Regions from separate parts of the Gossypium hirsutum genome. Here region 1 is linked to region 2. Evidence: chromatin contacts called from public Hi-C data. All regions are on one chromosome and are shown on one strand. The core of a region is the stretch at or near the end of the contact, and the rest is flanking DNA. Distances in the headings are between cores, read along the strand shown.

The links. A called contact is a pair of places that touch in the nucleus more often than the background predicts.
Region 1: a contact with region 2 is called in a Hi-C map of leaf, with 1.8 times the contacts expected there. The contact joins the promoter of LOC107909944 here to the promoter of LOC107909949 in region 2. A contact is called at or near these places in 4 of 34 Hi-C or Micro-C datasets (callus and leaf).

The regions. Positions count from the first base shown.
Region 1 is chrD02:50,953,114-50,956,422 of Gossypium_hirsutum_v2.1, reverse strand. LOC107909944 (NADH dehydrogenase [ubiquinone] 1 beta subcomplex subunit 7) reads right to left here and starts at 1,315. Exons shown (of 2, transcript XM_016837654.2): 1 at 769-1,315. The coding sequence starts at 1,089. The coding sequence ends at 781.
Region 2 is chrD02:50,786,025-50,789,359 of Gossypium_hirsutum_v2.1, reverse strand. LOC107909949 (sodium/hydrogen exchanger 8-like) reads right to left here and starts at 1,699. Exons shown (of 23, transcript NM_001327028.1): 1 at 1,495-1,699; 2 at 55-105. The coding sequence starts at 1,699.

The DNA of each region.
Region 1 (3,309 bases), core at 66-2,565, 170 kb before region 2:
ATACGCAATCTCAATAACCAAGGACCAAAAAAAACTTGATTGTTAATAGTCTTACTCAAACCCATCTAGGGGGGTTATCCAGAATGCATGTTGTTCTCAATCTCACTACAAGTACCCCCCCACCATATTTCGAGTCATTAGGCAAGAACAACCTAATACCAATTTCAAAATCTTCAAAATGAAATTCTAAATCAAACAAAATTCCATGGACAAAAAGACCCCAAAGCAGAAACTGATTGATACGGACACATTCCAGTTTACCTTTTCTTTCCAATCAAATGCCACAAGAACCAAACAAATAAACCCCCAAATCACTACACCCTACTATAAATAGACCAAATGAAAATAAGTCCCTTAATAGAAAACAGGAAACCAGTAAAAACATCAGAAGTATTGACAATGGAGAAACAGAGTCTCAAATCCTTTAATCTTATATCCAACAGAGGGAAAGAAAGGGTTAAACGCTTCAATTTCAATAATAAGAGCAGACAGGAAAATTCTATCGAACATATAGCAGCTAACCTTGATTAAAACAAAGCCCTAAAAAAGTTAAACCAATCCATCATGCCAACTAAGAAAGAAAAAAACAAAAATTTAACCTAGCTAAATACCCCAAAATTTTGGAACTTAAACAACCCTTAATACAAAGATCAATGAACCCATCAACAAACTATGAACGAAAACATCAATAGATAAATATCCAGTTATTAAATTATATATAAAAGAAACTGAAACAAAAAGAAAGAAAGAAAAGAAAATTTGACTGACCCTGGAGGCAGCTTAAGCATTAGCAGTTTTGGGAATGAGAGGAACAGAAACGCCCTGTTTCCCAGCCTGTGTCAACTTGGCCTCTTCTTCACGGATCTTCTGCATCTGCAGCATCCTCTCCATGACGAGCTCGTACTCGCACTTTTCATAGGAGTGGCGTTCAATCTCGCATTTCCAAGGTAAGTAAAACTCGGCTTGGCGGCACTTGTTGAGCGGGATGAGAAGATGTGCACATTGATCCCTGTACGGGATGGGGACCTTGTTCTCCACCATCTCTGCTTGTGTTGCTATCATCTTCTTCGATGAACCCTCCACTTCCATTCTTTTTTCTCCCTTTGATTTGTGTTTGAAGAAAAAAATTGGGTTATGAAAATGCTTTGTTTGAACTCGGAGTCCAACTCCAAGGTAACTATCGGCTAGCTCCTTTTTCTAAAGTACGCCCAAAGTAAATTGGAGGCGTTTAATGTACAGCTCGCAGTACAGCCCCAGCCTGAAACTTTTTACATTCCGAAACGAGCTCTAAATGATTCGAATCTGACTAGGTCTGAGATCAATTTAGCCCGAGTTGAAAATAAATCCAATTCAAAGTCCAAAATTTACAAAATAAATAATATAATTTTATGACAATTATTTATTTTATAAAATGTCTTCATAAATCTTATATATTTATATGAAATGTAATTAATAATAATTTTTATATTAAATTGTAAAGTGAAATAAATTATTAAAAATAATTTTAATGATAATATAAAATATATAATTACTCTTATCGCATAGGATTAAACATGAGTTATTAGGTCATACTAATAATATTATTAATAATTTTAATTTTAATTTTAATGATTACTCTTTTTTTATTTGAAAATTTAGATTTTAGTTTTTAGTTTCCATTTGGTCAAGATGCTGACAAGTGTCAAATTAAATATAGTAAAATATTTTAAAAAATAAATATATAAAAATAGACACATGACAATTTTTAAGGATGTTTATGTAATAAAAAAAAATTGGCAATATACTAAATGCTAACCCTATTTTTATTTAGGTTGGGTTTTGAAAGTTTAAATTGAGCTTAGGTTTGAGTTTGAGTTTAAATACATATTACATCTAATATATTAACCGACAACATCAAATCAACCAATTACCTAACTCGATCTTAATACATATATATCAACTATTAATATATTATATATTACTTAAAGAATATTTTAACCAGTATAATAATAAACAATAATAGTTAATAGTTAATATATTATCTATTTCTATAATAGTATGTAATATAGTATTACATAATAGATTAATATATTTTAAAACTATTAATACACATATATCACTATTAATTGATCCAAAATCAAAACTAAATTTACCAATCAATTTGCTTGAATTGGCTCGATTTAATAATTAAATCAGTTTTAATTGCTAGCTATAATAGATAATATACTATTACATACTATAATTAATAACATAGTATATGGAGATGGATCTACTTACACAAGTGTAAAATTAAAGTGGTTTTACACCTTTTCATATCTTTTTGTACGATTAATATTTTAACAATCTAACCGTAAAATTTATCAATATAATTGTATTTTATTGCATATAATTTTTCGAACTGATCTAATATCTCTATCATATTGATATAAAATACTATATATCAGGGGTGTAATCAAACAGGGGCATGTAGGGGTCCTCTTGGCTCAAGGGGAAATTTTCTTTATAGCCTCTCCCAAAATTAAGAGATTTAATTTATTCCTTTTTTAAATTTTAATTAAATGAAAAAAAGTTATAATTTTAGTCTTTTTAAAAAGTTAATGATTTGATTTAAGCATTTTAATACAATTTTTTTAGTTTTGGCCTTCCCAAAATTTAAAATCTTATCTTGGCCCCCTTAAACAAAATTTTTGACTTCACCCCTAATAAATATATATTAATATTAATATTTCTTGATTTTTGGAAATTTTTTACATAAAATAAATAGTTAGAAATCTTTAATTTACATCAAATTTGATATGTATGATCTATATGAATGAAATATAAATTGTGATGGTCAAATTGTTAAAATTTTAAGGATAAACTACACCAAATGTAATTGAACTTTGGTAATTCATTTTTGCCACTAAAATTTTGAAACTTACAAAGATATCGCTAACATTATCGCATTATTACAAAAACGCCACTCAATCGTTTATTGTTGTTGTTAGATAACGTTCATGGCGTGGCACGTTAAATTTTCCACGTCTTTAATTTTTTAATATTAAAATGTTTATTTTCTTTTTTTCCTCTCTTTTTCTTTTCTTTTTTTCTTTTCATCTTATTTCCTTTATGAGAAAACCCTAGTCATTACCAATTCTATCACCATCGATGGCTTCCTTGGATACCAAACCTATTGTTAGATCTCCCAAAGTTGTTCTTTAATTTCGATAAGTCCAATCTCAACCCTTTCGCTCCTTCCATAAACATAAACACAAACTCAAACCCAACTCACCGAAGATGATGATGGTTAAATCGAGAGGAATAGATTAATTTATCAGAATTATTAGCAAA
Region 2 (3,335 bases), core at 450-2,949:
AAACTATCTTAAATTTGCCTAAGGAAGGGAATAAAATGAAGTTAAAAAACTTACAAAGTCGAATGCCATCACCAATCCTTCCCAATTTATGACTTGTACCATATTCTGCAAAGCAAGGATCAACCACATTGACATTGAGTAAATAACTTCCAGGGACAACTAAAAGAAATGGTAAAAGACCAAGTTATAAAGAACAGGAAATAAAAGCAACAAACTTGCAACAACCAAACAATTTAGTATGACCATATCTTGATCCTCGCGTATTGATCAATAAAAACGTTACAACCAGGAAACAGCAGTAAAAAATGCAATAGAAGTTGAAAAGGAATTCACTAACTATTAAAATACACATTACACCTATATAGAGAGAAATTATGACCTTGAGATTGTTTCTTGTGAACTTGAATGAGCCACCAATTCCAGTATCTTGGAATCATGTGCCAAGTTTTTTTCTTTTAATCAAGAATGAAATCATAATTCCAGTTAAGACCTTGTTTATGGCTATGCTATCTTGCTTACAAACTGAAATCAATTTTCACTGGTAAATGGTAAACTAACTTCCACTTAAAAGCCTTACAAAAAAAAATCCACTTAAAAGAGTTCAGATTCAGAAATGGAATATGGAATATAATATATATTAAGAAAATTATCCCATCCACCTGACGGGATTCTTAAACTCCACCAGCTGGATTGTATCCAGAATAGCTAAAACATTAAGAATGAATTCTTTTTTGACGTTGTAAATTTTTAACTTTAACAAGTAAAGCTGAGCACTACTATGGTCACTTTTTCTAAATATACTCTAGGATTATATATCACTTCAATAATGTATAATTTCTCAAAAATTAACGAAACAAAAGATACACTAATCAGTTTCGCTTGTGGAGTGGCATGTCTTAACCCTTTAAATTGCTTTTTTTTTTTTTTAATCTTTAAAGTGGCGTGTATATATAATAGAAATAATATATATATATTATGAGAAGAAGAATGAATTTTTGTGTAGTTTTTAGAATTAATAATAATAATAATAACAATAATAAGAGGGTAAACTCTTAACTCACCGAGTTAAGAAGGAAACTCCGGTCAGTGTATCAAAGTATCAAAGTCGAACTTATATCCGTATACTTAATTTGGTTTAGAAGATCAAAAATCGAAGTAATATTAGAAGAGAAAAGCAGATGGAAAGAAATGCCCAGAAATTAGAACTAATTTGCTGGCAAAACTAAAGAAGAAAAATCTTAGCTTAGATCTTGTGACTTACAATATTGACTTTAGATGAGTCAAGTTAATGATCTATTTTGGTGGCAAAGGGATTATAAAAACCAAATGAAGTTTGCATCAAAACAACGAAATTAACAAATTTTGATATATTGGAAATAGAAAAAAGAAAAAAAAAAAGTCAAAAATCCATGAAAGTCCAATGGACAATCCTACTTCTCCTGTGCTGCTAATTTAAATTTTCTTATGATAAATTAGAAGTGGGAAGAGGCGAACCGAGAGAGCCGAGACCAAGGCCAATGATGAGCAAAGCGACAGTGTAAGGAACTCTGGTGCCGCGAAGAAGATGCCTGGAAGCGATTCCTAATACCAAAGAAATCCCAACAAAGATGACCGCATCCACTGGCTCCGATTCACCGGAGCTAATTTCCTCTAGCATTCTCGAAGGTAACACGTATAGATACTCTTTCACTTCCTCCATGTTATTACAACTCAAATCACCTGCTTGCTATCTCCTTCTCATTTATTTATATAAAAATCACTTGAAACTTTATTAATATATATTATTCATGTAATTTACATTTTAGGTCATTAAATTTCGCCAAATTACATCAATCACTTTTATGTTTCGTCTTTTTGAGTCCATGGTTGTAATGCTACAGGAATACTGATAATCAGGTGAGGCAGAATAACTTTTTACAGCTAAAATAAAATTTTAATCTTTTATAATTTATATCTTTATAATTTTTAAAAAATAAATTTTTATAATTTTAAGGGAGTTAAAAGTAAATTTTCTTTTCTTTTAATTTAAACTTTTAAAATATTTTAAATAATAATTTTTTATTTTAAGAGAGGGACAGGCCGGTCCCTAGAATGGCCTCTGCTGATTATAATAGAATAAGATATTATTAATAGCTAATGCTTTAGATACCTACCTTATCATAATATCCAGATTCAACACATCCCCTCTCTAAAAACACTTCCCTGCCTTCTTCTGGTCCGATAAAAAGAAAAAGACGATTCCCCTCTCCTCTCTAAACGGAAAAAGTGGAGACAATGGCACCACCCTCTTAGCTGCTCTTAATTACCCCTACTAATGTCTCCATCCAGAAAATCAAAATTGGAAAATTTCTGATTTTTTTTAATTTTTCTTTTCAGTTTTATTTAATGGAAAAGTTTTTTTTTTTTGAAATTTCGATATTTCAAATCATTTTCTCTTTATTTTATTTTAACTTTTGAGCATGATTTGGATTTAAGGTTGATTCCTTTTATATTTGTAACTTATAAAGGAATAAAAAATATAGCAATCTATACATTATAAATATGTACTTATATAAAAGTTTGGGTAAATTATACAAATGATCAATTAATTATGTTCATATTTTTGTTATAGTTACTCCACTTTAAAAATTTTTAATATAGACATTAATGCTTGAATTTGTTTATGTTTTGGTCATCCGTCATTAAGTTGATAACGAAAGTCTTTTTCTAGCTAATATAATATTATATTTAATTCTCAATACTTATATATTCTATCAATTTGATCCTCAAATTTTTTAGCTAAAACTTTCGACTTTAAAAACAGAGACATGCCACATTAATAAAATTTTAAAGTTGGATGACCAAAAACAAGAATGCGGGTATAGTTAGGTGGCTATTTGCATAATTTACCCTAAAAATTTTGATAAAAAATTATTTAAAATCTTTTTAAAGAAACTTTATCTTTTTAGTAATGGCCCCTCCCAAAAAAACATTTCAACTCAAAATAAAATCACCAATCTTACCTAAACCATTCAACATTGAAAATGTTGAAAGTATTTACAGATTTCAAATTTCTCTCTAATTCTAAACCATGTGGTGAACAAAAAAAGAAAATAAAACCATCTCTAAGCACACAACCACTACTGCACGAAATCTACCCAAAAAAAACCAATGTAAACGGACGAAACTGATCTTATTCCGTTCAGTTATTTTGGTTATATGCCTCAACTCATTGGAGCCACCAAATCCACACCCCTACTTTTTATTTACTTGAAGCTTCCTGTGTTCAGCTCTTTTCATTATATACAAGCCATGTCTTCCACGTTCCTTTCTCATTAATTGCAAAGGTTGATAAC